Regions from separate parts of the Mus musculus genome. Here region 2 is linked to region 1. The links are chromatin contacts, called in public Hi-C maps. All regions are on one chromosome and are shown on one strand. The core of a region is the stretch at or near the end of the contact, and the rest is flanking DNA. Distances in the headings are between cores, read along the strand shown. Region 1 holds the start of 6530411M01Rik (RIKEN cDNA 6530411M01 gene). Region 2 overlaps Prkn (parkin RBR E3 ubiquitin protein ligase).

The links. A called contact is a pair of places that touch in the nucleus more often than the background predicts.
Region 2: a contact with region 1 is called in a Hi-C map of cortical neurons, with 5 times the contacts expected there. The contact joins the enhancer-like site here to the promoter of 6530411M01Rik in region 1. A contact is called at or near these places in 1 of 39 promoter capture datasets (the 3T3-L1 cell line), 31 of 484 Hi-C or Micro-C datasets (B cells, DN3 thymocytes, the G1E-ER4 cell line and 22 more) and 6 of 115 datasets of contacts at active chromatin or transcription factors (SST interneurons, astrocytes, embryonic forebrain and 3 more).

Annotation. Positions count from the first base shown.
Region 1 is chr17:9,164,706-9,172,059 of GRCm38.p6, reverse strand. 6530411M01Rik (RIKEN cDNA 6530411M01 gene) reads left to right here and starts at 4,038. Exons shown (of 3, transcript NR_027881.1): 1 at 4,038-4,773. It overlaps Gm52287 (a long non-coding RNA gene), which reads right to left. Exons shown (of 2, transcript XR_003952250.1): 2 at 2,185-7,354.
Region 2 is chr17:11,616,487-11,623,840 of GRCm38.p6, reverse strand. The region is part of intron 6 of Prkn (parkin RBR E3 ubiquitin protein ligase); the gene reads right to left. Among named protein-coding and RNA genes, the nearest start is that of Gm41525, 45 kb to the left of the region's middle. Within about 2 kb of position 4,795, at least 16 of the 459 cell types and tissues checked have an H3K27ac peak or open chromatin away from gene starts, as enhancers often do. A contact at or near this core is called in SST interneurons, cerebral cortex, cortical neurons and 1 more, where this site is marked.

The sequences.
Region 1 (7,354 bases), core at 2,789-5,288:
ATCCTCTGAGAAACTGCTGTTTATTGGTTCAATGTGAGTTAGCCTGGAGGTAGGGTCTGTGAAGACCACTGAAACTTGTGTCCAGGTCTAGTCTGCAACCTGTATTTGTACTTTTGGCCTTGTACTGGATTGGATCCCAATTTTGGTAATCTCTGGATCTCTCTGGAATTTAGATTCATGAAGAGGACCCAGCATCTGCGTTCAAGGCAGCTGTGCTGGAATCGGGGTTGAACTGAAAGCAGGGACTCTGGAGCGTCCATGAAGCCTGAATTTCTTGGCCCATATAATCTGGTCTGTCACCAAGGCCTTTTTGGTTGTCCTAGACCATATAAGGGGAAGCCTAGAATCTGGGTCTTTGGTCTTAGAGCCAGAAACATAAGGGTCTGATCAGCTCTTGAGTTTATTAGGACAGCCTTGACCCAAGTCTTACAACAACATGAATCTGCAGGACTGTGAGGCTGCAAGGTTTATACCAACACCAATCAGGTGTTGAGCTTGAGTTCACACAAGCTAGATGGTGTTTGAGGACAACTCTGGACTGATACTGTGCAGACCTAAAGTGCAGGCTATAGGCACTTGCTCAGCCCCGAGTGGGATGTATTCTGTATCTCAGAAACTTTCCTTTAGGCTAGCAGATGGGTGCTGACCTAAGAACTACCAAGACCTTTTAGCCTGGTGGTATCAGGGTCAATCCAGGACTGGGCATAAGTAAAGTCTAAGTCAGAGTGTATAGGATAGATCCTAGTTCTACTACTGGATGGCAGCTGATCCCAGGTGCTACCATCATGGATTCCTGGGCCATTGGCCTTGATCTGGTCAGATTCAGCGTTCCATGCCTGCAGGGTCAGGAACAGAACCTGTTGTATATTCTCCGGAACATACACACACGCTCGCACATACATGCGTGCGCGCACGCACGCACACACACACACACACACACACACACACACACACACACACACACATCTTAGAAAAATAACCATAACGATGTATAGGAAACTTCTAGGTGAACAAAACACGTGTTCAGGGCTTTCTTGGTACGCAAACATATCACTGACATTCTAAGTCATACTAAAAGGTTTCTTCTCTAGGCTTGAAGCTCCCCCCACCCCACCCTACCCCACCCCAAAAAGCACTTGTAGATCAGCCACACAGAGCAAGCATAATAGACAGAAGGGGGAAGCTGGATCCAGGCAAGGTGTTTTGGCTTGCTAAACTTTTGCTATCATGCTCTTTGGTAGAGTTGATTTTCAAGCGCTATAATGAGGCCTCTGACAGCTGTTAGCAGCACAAGATTAAGAATCAGATGGGGTGAGGATTTTATTTATCTTGTTATTTGTGTCTTCGATACCATGGACAGGTTGCTTACACTCTTGGAATCTTGATGTTTTCATTGGTAATCTGGAAACCACGTCTTTTGACGAGGAATTGTGTGTGGGTTAGAGTCAGACTGCGTGATGCAATGTTTCCCCAGCGGGAGCTGCAGACAGTGGTGCTATGTATATTGTGTGCAAATGTATATGAACCTTGGAAAGAAAGCAAGCCCGTGATGCTCCCTGAATGGAAAGGGAGACTTGGAGGCTGATGGGGAGGTGAGCTGAGAGCAATGAAATCAGGAGGCTGGAAGAAGAGTTTAAGCAGCCCTTGTTAGATACCACCCATGCTCACTGTGCCTTGCCTAAGTCAGTCTAGATGGCTGTCACTCAGGGTGCACTGAATAGTGTTAAAACAGGAAGCCCCTTTCCTCAGGGCCCACAGCTTGTAATTTATTGGGAAGAACCTCTTTCTCACTGATAATGTCTCTGTAAATAGACACAGGAAATTTCCTATAAAAAGTCAGCCAGTCTCAATCACATTCCTCATCTATTGCCTCCCACTTCATTGCTTAATACAGGCGTAGGGAGGGCTGTCTCAACTACTCGGTTACAGCCAGGCATAGGCACACTTTTAAAATAGTCTATATGTCAAGTCAAGGGAGTGAATGACAGAGGAAACCTGGTCCATGTGTGCATTGGCGCAGAGCTGTGCATCTGGCTTTAAACCCCTTGCTTTGCACTAGGATCTGTTTGTCCATTAAAGGGGGATGACGAGGCACACACACCCAGCATATTCCACAGCAGACCACACTGGTGAAATGCGTTCAACATCTATTTAGGACAAACTGCGCCTTCTTCCACCGGATGGTAGCGTCCAAGCAAATCTTATTTCAATTTCATGCAATTCATTAATGCCACAGCAAAAGGCCATTAAGTATTTCCAGGACTCTTTAGACTGTTATACTTGGTTGAAGATTAATCTAAATATGGAATCTAAATTTAAACACGCAGAAGCATGCCTATCTCGTCTTTCTCGGGCGTCAATTTCCACGATTCCATTGACAATACTGCGTTTTTAAAAATATCTGCTCTTTTTTGGTGTGTTTTCTGATGCAAGCTCTTCAGAAAGCAGGAAAAAAAATAATAACGTAGGATCAAAGAGTCTTAAAAACCGGTAATAGAAATTCCATAGTGACTCTGCAGCACCATCTAGTGTCTCGGGAGGTTATGACACTCTTTCTGGCAAGGCAGATCTTCATTGATGCTCCCGGAATGCTGATGAGAAAAATCCCACCACCCCTTTCCATCTCGTCAATTAAACCCTAATTTAATTAAACCTGTACAAGGCCAACTGCCATCAATTTGTTAAATCCTATAATTTCCCAAACTCCTCTACTTTGAAAAATCATTAAACCATTAAAATACAGCTGGGAAGACCTGGAGAATCTCTGACTGCGGTTTTAAGGACAAAGTGAAATTTGGCTCTGGGCACTATCTCTAATCATATTATGTTAGAGGGTATTTCAAAATAGTTCTGGGGGTAAATTTTTATTAAATATGGGGAGATTGTGAATGGTCAACCAAGCAAGAGTTGTTTGTTTGTTTGTTTGTTGTTAGACAGGGTCTCATTTTGTACCTGGCTGACCCAGAACTCATTATGCAAACCAGGCTGGCCTTGAGCTCACAGACATCTTCCTGTCTCTGTTTCCCAGATGATGAAATTAAAGGCTTATGCTTCCTCATGCTAGGAACTAGTTGCAAAAAAAACACTTTCAACCAACATATTGTGTTTTGGTTGTGGGGTAATATAGACTAAGAAGCTCAAAGACGGGGGAAACACACATACCCCCTATTTTGTTCTGTGATTTCCCCCACGCCTTTAAACTTTATTTTTCTTTTTTATGTAAGCAGGATGTCCCATTCAGAGAATGGTGACCTCTGAATTAATGTCATAGATTTGTAGTAAAAGGGATAGATGCTAGTCATGTATGATTATAAATCAAAGATGTTGTTCTGGGGTCAGTGACACAGAGGGCACATAGGACCACTCTGATGAGGGAACGGAGTTTCACTGTGGTGGGAGCCCAGAGCTCTGCTGCCATCTGCTGGTCCAGCATGCATGACACATGTGATCCATCTTTCCTTAGAACTAGTCTCATTTTAGGTCACAGCTCACCTTGGGCATACACGAACCTGTCAGCCCTCTCTTTGTATTCTGATTCATCTTAGCTGCAGGCATCCCACAAACTGGCAGACACGCAGAGAAACATTGAGAGCACAGGTGGAGGGCGGGACGGACCTAGTGCCCTATTTAAACTGATGGATACATTTAAATGAAATATACACGAGTTAGGGAAGGATGTACCGAGCGAACCCGTGGTAAATTTCAGATCATTATTTGATGCCGCTACTTCGCCGTTTGTCTTCTTTGCCCTCGCGCGGTAAACCAATGTGCCCTTTGCAGTTTGACATGAATATGGTTTATTTTAGCTAAAAATCCAAGCCGGCCCTAGTCACTCTCGCTGTGAGCATTTTCAGGCTCTCCTTGCAATCCCAAGAGTACAGAAAATAAATTTGACACAATGTTTCTTTTGTCTTCCCCCACCCCCCACGCCTCTGGCCAATTGATTCGGAGCTCTGTTTCTGTCTTGCCACTGCTGCCTCCAGGTCGAGCTGAGATTTCCGTAGCTTGTTAAGCTAATTTGGGTGCTGAGCAAGGACAAGTCCAGAAAGCAGATTCACAAAGCAGAGACTCACAGAAGCGGGGCTGTTGTGCTATGCTGTTTAGAAGCTGGCAAACGTGCCCTGGATCCTCCTCAAAACATCCGGCTGAGACAATGCAGTTTCGGGCTCACAGCATTGTTCCTGGAGAGACCTGAAGATCCCTGGAGGCTCCGGAAGCCATGCAAGGAGCGACCCCAGGGGAGCTGTGGTTCCCAGGCCTCAGAGGTGAAAGACAGTGGCTTGCAAATGCAGCGCCTCAGAGGTGAAAGAGACAGTGGCTTGCAAATGCAGCAACAGCATCCCATGAGTGCAGGGGAGCGCTCTGGGTGGAGCAGAACAGTAAAGTTCATAAATTCAGCACGTCAGAGCAGCCTGTCTCCCCTATTTACTCTGCAAGTCCGTGACATCGCGAGCGCTCGCTACTTTACTTTGTCTTAATGCTGGCGCGTTAACCTCTGAACGGTGACTTTCCAGCCACTAGCCTGGAGGCTGTAAGGTGCTTCTGTGCCTATTTTTAGCCTCTTTTCCGCGAAGAAAAGAGAAAATAATAATGTCTCGTTCCGGGGATCCTTCTCAAGCATGCACAGGATCCAGGAGGCAACAGTAACATCCCTAAGGAGCCAGTCTCAGAAGCAGGTGTGGGGCGCCCTCTCTCTGTTATCAGAGAGGGTGCCGGAAAGCAGCTGGGCCACAGCGGGGCACTGGGCAGGATCGCTACGAGGAATTCAATAAGGTTGGCTGCAGAGTTTCAGAGAGCAAAGTGGGGGAGGGGAACTCTGAGTGTGCTGTGCCTGTTCCCTTTGGGCTCCTCTGCCCACTGTGCTGTCTCAGAGGGACAAAATCAAGCACAAAAGAGCCCTAGAAATGTGTCATGTGGGCCACACCCCCAAACCCCCGACCCCGTTCATTTCTGAACAGAATTATCAGAGCAGATGACCTTTTTCTAAAATGGTGCTTCTGAAATGAGTCTATCCTTTGTTTTGTTATCAGAATCATACGATGTGAAATTAGAGAAATGTGTGAACGCAAAAGGATTCTAGATGAAACCCACCCAGAGCAGTATTTTCTGTATTTTGCATTTTTCACGTAAACTCCTTGATTATGTACATATACATGTATGAGGAATGTTGATGCATGGGCTGTGTCTATATTTTTTCATAAAGCATCTCACATATTACCTTTAAATGGCTGCCATTTCTTATGGAGTAGTGTGCATGTGTGAATGTGTATGTGTAGATAATATTTAGATATAAGGATAATAAGTTTATCTATATTTTAATATTGGTCTATATTCATATTTTTCTGGGCTCCGTTCTCAGCAGTAGAAATGATAGCACCTGTATTAATACCATAATGGTTAATATGTGTATGTGTATATGAATATATATACACATACTTACATGTGTGTATATATGTATATAGATGTGTGTGTTCTGTATGTGTGAGTGTGTTGTATATGTATAATCAAAATGCTTTCACAAAATGAATGGAGTAAGCATGGTGATACAAGCCTCGTGGTAATTCCAGGACTCACCCAGTTAAGAGAAGTGAATGCCTCACAGTTAAAGGTCAGCCTGGATGACCAGTAACTTTCAGGTTAGTCTGTTTTAAGATTTGAGACCATGTTTGAAAACCAAACAACACAGCAGCAAAAGATAAACAAATAATTTGACCGTCCCCAGACTATAAAACACTGACGCGCTGAACCGCTATTAATGTTCATTACATCTTTTAATCTTTGTAGATTTGATTTAGAAAAAAAAATAATTTATAGAGAAAAATAAGCTCTCCCTGTTCTCCATGATGGGAAGAAACAGGAATGGAGCCCCGCTGTGATGACTGTGGATCAAGAAATCCTAGAAAACAGAGCAAAACTCAGAGGCTCTGGGAAGTGTGTGCTCTGCTGGGTTCACTAATGTTTTGAAAGTGAAGTCAAATATGATAGAACTCAAAGAACAATAAAGAAACAAACATAAAAGTGGTAGGTCATAGCAGACAGTGTTAACACCAAGCTCTGCCGGTGTCTTACTCATTCCATGGTGCCTGGCACACATCACAGACCTTGTCACTGCCAGGAAAAGGAGGGATGGAGGCTCAGGCTGTTCAGCTTGCACTTTTAGTTACAACTTTGCTCCAGGATGTGTTTGGATCCAAACTGTGTTCAGCCATCAAATTAGGCCACCTCTGAGAATCACTAATAGAAATGTCAGGTTGAACAAGAAAACCTACAGAGTGAACTCACCTGGGCCCACTGGGGCTCGTGGAGACTAAACTGCCAACCAGAGAGTATGTATGGGGTGGACTTAGGCTCCCTACATGTATGTAACTATTGTGTAGCTGGGTCTTCATGTTGGAACTCCTAATGCAGGAGCAGGGTCTATCTCTGAATACATTGCCTGTCTTTGGATGCCTTTCCTCTGACTGGGCTGCCTCAATGGAAGAGGGTGCGCCTAGACTTACTGCAAACCCTCTTGATAGACTGAGGCTGTTTGATGTCCATGGAAGGCCTCCCATTTTCTGGAGAGAAAGGGAGAAGGGATGGTGGGGGAGAGGAGGGGAGAGAAAGGGACTAAGAGGAAAGGAGGGAGGAAAGCGGTGATCAGGATATAAAGTGAATAAATAACTTAGTCAATAAAAAAAGAGAAGAAGAAAAGAAAAGAAAAGGAGCGAGACTACAGACTTTATGTTCAGCTTAACATATATAAAACTTATATTGATCTACATCTCTTATAATTCACTTTCCTCCTAAAAATGTTGATATACAAAATAAATATATAAGTAATACCTATATAAAATAGAATTAATACATACATATATGAAGTATCTGTGAATCTTAACATGTAAATATACCCTTGCTTATAAAAGATATATATACGTGTGTGTGTGTGTGTGTGTGTGTGTGTATACATATATGATTCATGATTTTAGGCCTGCCACTCAAAATAGGACAGTAATATTTCCAGATCTACCTTTCATGATGGTCATCTCAAGTTGCAAGCAGGTTGTAAAGACCATGAGACTCCTAGCTACACAGTGAGCTAGGAGGCATGTTCTAATCACATGACAGCATCCACAACAGAGGGATGGCGAGAAGACAATTGTCTGAGTCTGTTGAGTCTCAGTGACCTCCGGGATGAAACATTCCATCCAGGAGAGAAGCTCGTTCCGACTAGGAATGCTCTAAGCGGAGGCTGCTTAGCACTCAGGAAGTCTCTGAAGCTTTGCAGAGTCACAAGGCCCCCTTTCCCTCCCAGGTTTCATAAGCAGTAAAGACTGCCAATGAGGTTCGGGCCTGTGTGGCAGCTCATCATATC
Region 2 (7,354 bases), core at 3,546-6,045, 2.5 Mb before region 1:
AGATGTTTGGGGGTCTGACCATATGTGCACAGTTAAAGGTGGGGGGCGAGAGTGCTTTAGAAAGAATGCTGGGGAGGAGAGCTGAGCTAGAAAGAGCCTTGTTCTGTAAAATGTTCAATGCATGTTCTATGACAGGAAGAGACAGACATGCCAATGTCCGGAGAGCTTTTAGATATGAAGACTTTCTTGGCGTCCATTCAGGAGAGCACGCACTGTCTTTACTTGAAGCTTATAGAACCAATGCTTTGCCTACACCATACACAAAAGGTAATTTTTATTTAAGGCCCCAGATTGTCATGGCCTCTACCAAGAATGCATACATTAGTCCCAAAATGTGCTTGATAGTCTTACATCAACTTGACACACAAAGTAGGAGGGAACCTCAACTGAGCAAATGCTACCCTAAGATCCTGCTGTAAGGCATTTTCTTAATTAGTGATTGATTAGGGGAGGACCTAGCCAGTTGCGGGTGATTCCATTCCTAGGCAGGTGGTCCTGGCTTCTATAAGAAGGCAGTCTGAGCAAGCCAGTAGAAGCAAGCCAACAAACAGTCCCCCTCCGTGGACTCTGCATCAGCCCCTGTCTTCTGTTCCTGCCCTGTTTGGGTTCCTGTTCCAACTTTCTTCAATGATGAACAGTGCTATGGAAGTAGAAGCCAAATAAAATTTTTCCTCCCCAATTTGCTTTTGGGTGATGGTGTTTTGTGGCAGCCATAGAAACTCTAACTAAGACATGAAGATAAGAAAGACAAACTCCTTTAATTCCAGCACTTGGGAGGCAGAGGCAGGCGGATTTCTGAGTTTGAGGCCAAGTCTGGTCTACAAAGTAAGTTCCAGGACAGCCAGGGCTACACAGAGAAACCCTGTCTCGAAAAACAAAACAAAACAAGACAAGACAAGACAAGACAAGACAAGACAAAACAAAACAACAAAAAATGACAAACTCATAAAAAAATAGCTTAAATAATTTTCAGCAAGGGAAATCGAATCACTGTTTATTTCTTCTGATGGTTTTGGGTAGGCAACCTGGAGATTTGCATATGCTAAGCACCTAACTCTGGGTTCCATGGCAGTGCCTAATCTAATTTTAAAGCTTGCCTTTATTCTTCTTTTCCTGGGTGTCTTGTTAATGCATAAGGCATGCTCCTGTGAAGTAACAGGCTAAGCAGAGGGCTGCATGGTTCCTCCTCGTCTTTGTACTTTAATCGCTGTGCACAAGTGTCTCTCACCTCACTGCCTCAGTGGATTTGTGTTGGTCTGTGTTCCTTCCAGATAAGTCATCAAACACTACGGGGTTAGGGGCCAAGTCTGGTCCTTCCCCTGTTTCTGTGAGTAAAGCTTCATTGGAACGGGCATTTTTGTGCACTGTAGCTGCTGTCTGAGTGTGGTGACCTATAGTGGTTCACATCTTGAGTTGGGCTCCTAGGGGAACTCTTAGGGCACTCAGGTTAGATTTCTCCACTCTCTGAAACAGATATCTATAGTCTTGGCTTGAGACTTTAATTTTTTTGCACACACACACTTGCATGCACATGGACACACAAGTGTACACTCGTGGAGAACATATCAAGTCCTCAGTGTTCTATTTTGTTGTAATTCCTGCTTTGGTTTGTTCAGGAGTCTGGGGCAGAAGATTTGATTATTTCTGTCTTGGAAATGTGGCCCCAGTGCATTGAAAGAAGATTATCCTGAAATCACATCAGTGGCTCCTTCCATTCCCACATCATCACTTATGGAGAAAAAGAACAGGAAGAGAATTGATGGGCTCTGTGTGTCCACAAACATCTCCACTCACCTTCCTCACCCGCATCCTTCCTAAGAGGGTCTAATCTGTGGGCAGTTGGTGGCATAGCTCCCTGGCCTGGGCACCACAGGTTTTCCAAGCTCAGTGCTCAGAGTATGTGGAAGCAATGGGACAGTGAATCTTCACTCTTCCTGTCCACCCTGATCCCCATCCTAATATGGGTAATGCATTGGGAGTCTTGTTGACAGAAATGTAAGAGAAAGTGGGAGAAACTGAGCATCTTAACCCACTTTCAAGCTGTGCTTACTCAGTGGGAAGATTACAAGAGAGTAAGAAAAACTATCTTCTCCCAGACAAACTGAATTCATGGTGTGCCAACTTCCAGGAAACTAACTAGATGGCGCTGTGGAGCCCACAGGCAAGGGTTTAGTTATTGCACACTAATAAACTCGGGAGACTCAGATGCTGGATAAAGAGGGGTGTGTAAGGCCCTGTAATAACACAGAAGGGCATGGTGAGCTGGTGGATGTGGGTGTGCATGCTGTAATGCGATTTGATGAACACTCTTCTTAGAATTAGAGGATGTTCAATGAATGAGCATTTATCTCTGTCATTTCATCGGTGCCCCCAGCTAGCTGGTGATATGTTCGTGAAAACCCACATCATTCACTTAGGGTTACCCACATCATTCACTTAGGGGTCCAGTCTTAGGGGTCGTATGGACAGTGTTATAAATGGAGGTTTCACCTCAGCGTCCTTGATTGTTTCTTCAAACCGTGAAGGATGACAAGCATCAGTAAATCACTGACGTACAGATGGGAGACCTCTAAGAATAATGTGCATCCAAGTGACAACGGGACAGACTCACAGCACAGTTAGACTCACATGTCTCATACCCCTACAGACAGTTCCCAAGTTAAGTTCCAAGAGTTGGGAGTGTTTGAGAATCTACACTGAAGGAAACATTGAAATAAACTTCTGAATTATAAATGCTTTGGGAACATGTACTTATCATAATGTTAGTAAAATAATTAATAGAATACCGCACACAGAGAGATGTCTGGTTCCCCGGTAGTCAAACTGCTGCTTCTGCCCTCCCACATATGCCTGGTGCTGAGTGACATTCGTCAAATCATTGTGAGTCATTGTGTGTATTTAAGGGCTGGAAATTGGATACTTACTTTGGCTTTATATCATTCTTTCTTTTCTTCCTGTGTGTGTGTGCAGTTCCTCTAGTCTTCAGATGTGTAAGTCACAGAGGATGGGATTCTCATGAACTCCTTGACAGATGGAGCCTCATTTTGGGTAAGAGCTTATGCAATATCATGATGTACACAGACCCGAACATACTACATGCACCTTTTCTTTTCCCAACTGCAGTTACTTGAAATAGAATCTACCAGTAGTCCTGCATATGCTCAAAGAACAGAGACCTGCAGCAGCACTACAGTGAGTGTGTGATGGCAAAGCTCCACACTGCAGTGAGGAGCCCACCACCCAGGGCTGTGAGGAAACACTCTTCCCCCTCCCCACTCCTCACACCCAGGCTGCTGTGACGAACTCCTTACCAAGCTTCTATAAGTAATAGCCAACGCTTACTCCCATGAGGACCCACTCATTCTTCTCATTTCCGTAAGGAACCCCAATACATGCTTTGCTTCAACAAGCTAGACTTGGGTGGCATGGTTTCTGTTGTCCTCTATGTGCAGTCCAGCAGGGACTGTCTGTCCTCTTGTCTGCCTTGCAAGCTTGAGTGAACTGTCATAGGCTCAGTGGGATTTTGTCTCTGTAGCCTTTGCAAAAAACTTGGGTGCTCCTGCCTGGCATGTGGGGTGTCAATCTCCCAGGAGCACATAGTTACCAGACAGCAAGGATAGCTCCTTTCCAAGAAGGGAACCTAGTGGAGTCTTTTCCTTTGCACATTCCCCTCAATGCGTGCCACACAAATGCCCTGCTAAGAGGACAGCTGTGCTTCTTTCATTCCCACCCCCGCCCCCCAAGCTGCAGCCTGCAGGAATGCAGCAGATTGCTTATCATTTCTTCTGGCTTTAATTCCTCTTTATTTTTCACCCTAGCCACCCTGGGCTTTCAGTTCCCAAACAGTGTCAGCACTATTCATTCTAGCCTAAGGCTCTGCTCCCCAGAGCACTCTGGGTAAAGTGTGAGCCAATTGATTGATGTAAACGCTTTCTGGTGATCTATGAGCGAGGAGGCACCTGAAACCAAAGTTGTTATCATTGTCATGGTGTCTACTTCAAAACATGGTGGTGCTGAGTGACCTGTGGCACCGCTCTGAAACTCAATACAAGGAGTTAAGAGAAAAATCAATGGAAATGTGTTAAATGGTAGCAAAAATCATATTTCAAGTGGAGTTCAAAAGAAGAGAAAACCAAATTAAAATAAGATTTTTAACTTGGAAAATGAAAATCTAAAAATTGACTCTGTTTAGATAAGGCAAATGTGGGTGAGGCTGTGGAGAACACACGGCATATGCATGTATTTAAATAAATGAAGACTTGCACACACTGAGAGTGCAGGGGGAAAACTAAGGCAATTCTGTTCATTCTTGCGGAAAACCCATTACTGTACAAATTCGAGAGTGAAGGCTCCTAACAGTTCAATTTGTGGGTGTCTGCACCCATGTTTTGCTCACTGCCATTTTTCTTCCATGAAATGTGATTGCCACCCTGTCTCAGATGTGGCAAGTCTCAGCGTTCCACCCAGTCAGTTCTAGACAGATGGCCACAACACACATTTTCCAATCATGCCCAGACCAAGATTGAATCTGGCAGAAGCCTTAACTCATAACTTCCATTCCCAAAGACACTAAACATATTTGCTTGGTAGCCTTTCTGACAGCATCCATTAAACACAGAGGCATGTAGGGATGGATGCGTGGAGCAGGGTGGGAAGAGAAAGTCATGCTGGGATGCATGACTGGAAGAGGACACTCCAAACGGGAAGACTTCTGCTCCACTCTCACCTGCAACCCCTCTCGTGAGCCTGTGTGAGTGGCAGAGTGCCACCTTGCTTTCACTTGGAGTGCAGTGATATGACTCACGCAGTGAGCTGCTTTCGGTGATGCTCTGACAAAAAAATCCTTAAGCAAGGAAGGGTTCTCTTGGATCACAGTTGGAGGGGCAGTCCATCCTGGTGGAGCCAGAGTGGTGGCAGGAACATGGGGCATCCAGTTACATTATATACTCAGGATGCAGGGAGTGATAAATGTTGGTCCTCAGCCAGCTTTTCCTTTTCATCCATCTTGGGATGTCCTCCATCCTCCACCATGGAAGGATTAGGATTCTCTTCACACCAAGGATGCGTTTTCCTACCTCAATTAGTCCAATCAAGACGTGCCCAGAGGTTTGTTTCCATAGTGACGCTAAATTACATCAATCTGATAATCAAGGTTGAGCATCACACCCACCGAGATGGGAATGCAGCCTGCAGCAGGGTGTAGGCCTGATGCATGCAGCTTATGAGGAGGGGTCTGCGGACAAGAAGTAAGTTGGGATGGTTACCACATGGATATTGTGGCCACAACACGCTGGCAGCCTGACTAATGGATGTTCTGTGGCTGAACTGTTTCCATCTGAAATAATAACTCCCCAGCTCCAGAAAGAGGAGGGCCCTTAACACCCCTGCAACTCTTCTCACATCTTATCATTATGATGCAATGGAAAGGGGGCCAGTTATCTCAAGAGCAACATGCAAACAACATTGTTTTCAAGGTGCTTTAGAATAAGGAAAAGGGGTTCCCCCAATGGGCCAGCACTAGGTAAGGAGCATGAGAATGGAGGGACCTGCTTTGACTATGCTGGTAATCTGTTGACTGCCATCACAAGCTCCTCGTTGCCCTTCACAGCCATGGGGGCAGGCTGCTGTTCCTTACCTCGTCTTCTAGGGTCACAAAGAGTCATTCCTACGTGAGTTGTAGGAACCTGTTCTTGTCTCTAGGTTTATTGAGATCAAGGCATGACATCTGTCCACAGACTCATTTGTACCACGGCAGTGTCTTTATCTTACTAGCGGCAAAGTCTCATGGGGACACTGACTCTTGAACCAAGCCATTTTCTTCTATTACTTTCATCTTTTAAGAAGTATTTATTATACATATTCTCTTTTGTTATGTTTAAGGTCGGTAAATAAAAATAGTATCAGTTTATGATGATATGCAATATGACATTTTGAGCTGTGTAGATACTGTGGAACTGCTGAATCAAGTTAATTAGCATATTCATGACCTACCGTAGTTTTTATCTCCATTTATGGCAAAGAGACTTAAAATCTGTTCCCTTACCAGCCTTCCAGCATGTCCTATTTTTAGTAAGTATAGTCACCATGTTATATGACAGAGCTCTTGAAGTTATTATTCCTGTCTAATTCACATGTCATATGTGCTCTGATCCTTACCCTCTGGTTGCCCTGCTTCTCCAGATGAGCATGTCTTTTTACAGAGTCCACATGTTTAAGTGAGCCCTCGCAGTATTTCCTTTGCTATGCCTGGATTATCTCTCCAAGGTTACCTGTGTTCCTATAAATTACAGGGCCACTGCTTCCTATGTCTAAACTATTTAAACATAGTTTCCTGTTGTGTATATGGAGCACATTTCCCCCACTTTAAACATCCATCCATGGGGACTTAGGTTCATTCTGACTATTGTAAGACCGCAATAATCATGGGATATCAAATGTCAATCATAGGCATGTGTCTGCTGTCTGCAGCATAAATGCGGTCTCTGTTCTTGCTTTGCCCACAGACTCCTAATGGTATCTAGCACATTAAAGAGATCAAAGAAAAGCAGCCTGGGAAATCCTGACAAAGTTACCAAAGCCTGCTGTGACTGTGCTCCCAGGCTACAGCAAAGCCAGACACTGGCTAGTCTCGGGGACCCAGTTCATTCACTTTACAAAGACTCTCTAACAACAGAAAACATTGGCTCTGTATAGTAGTGACAGTATGGTACTGACATTCTAGAGACAGAGATGCTAATAGGCTGAATCCATGAGTTCGGCCTCCTGTGTACCCAGCTTTAACCAGGAGATATAAATGGCTACAGAAACATACAAGTAGCCATTAACTTCCACTCACAGCCTCAGTACCAGATACAGTGGAATAGACAGAAAAGCTTCACTCAGATATATTTCTAAGTACCTGTGACACGGTGGGTGATTACAGATGATCTGCTCCCTCCTTACTTTGGCAAAATGACAGTGACAGAGGGAAGGATTACCACTCTCTTGCACTGGGCCTGGGCACCCGCCTCGCTGTAGGCTACTGGTACGGAAGTCCCAGGGTCCACCGGGGTTCCTGCTCTTCAGAACACCAGTGCATTTCTGCTCTTGAGTTTTGGGGACTTCTGCTGTCTAGCTTGTGTGTGGCAAATTTAAGTAGAAATGAAGTTGAAAGTGGGTTGACTGTCTTAATCATGGCTTGTAGGTGATGCAACTAGCCTGGTGCCTTGCTGAGAACTTTGAAGCGATGGGTCAAGGCAAGGAGACATCAGGTGTGGGAGAACAGTTGGAGGGAGGAAAAGAAGAGGGGAAGGGATTGGAGGAGGCGGTTCCCATCAAGGCTCTCTCTCAGCCCAGCCTAGATCTACAGCTGTCC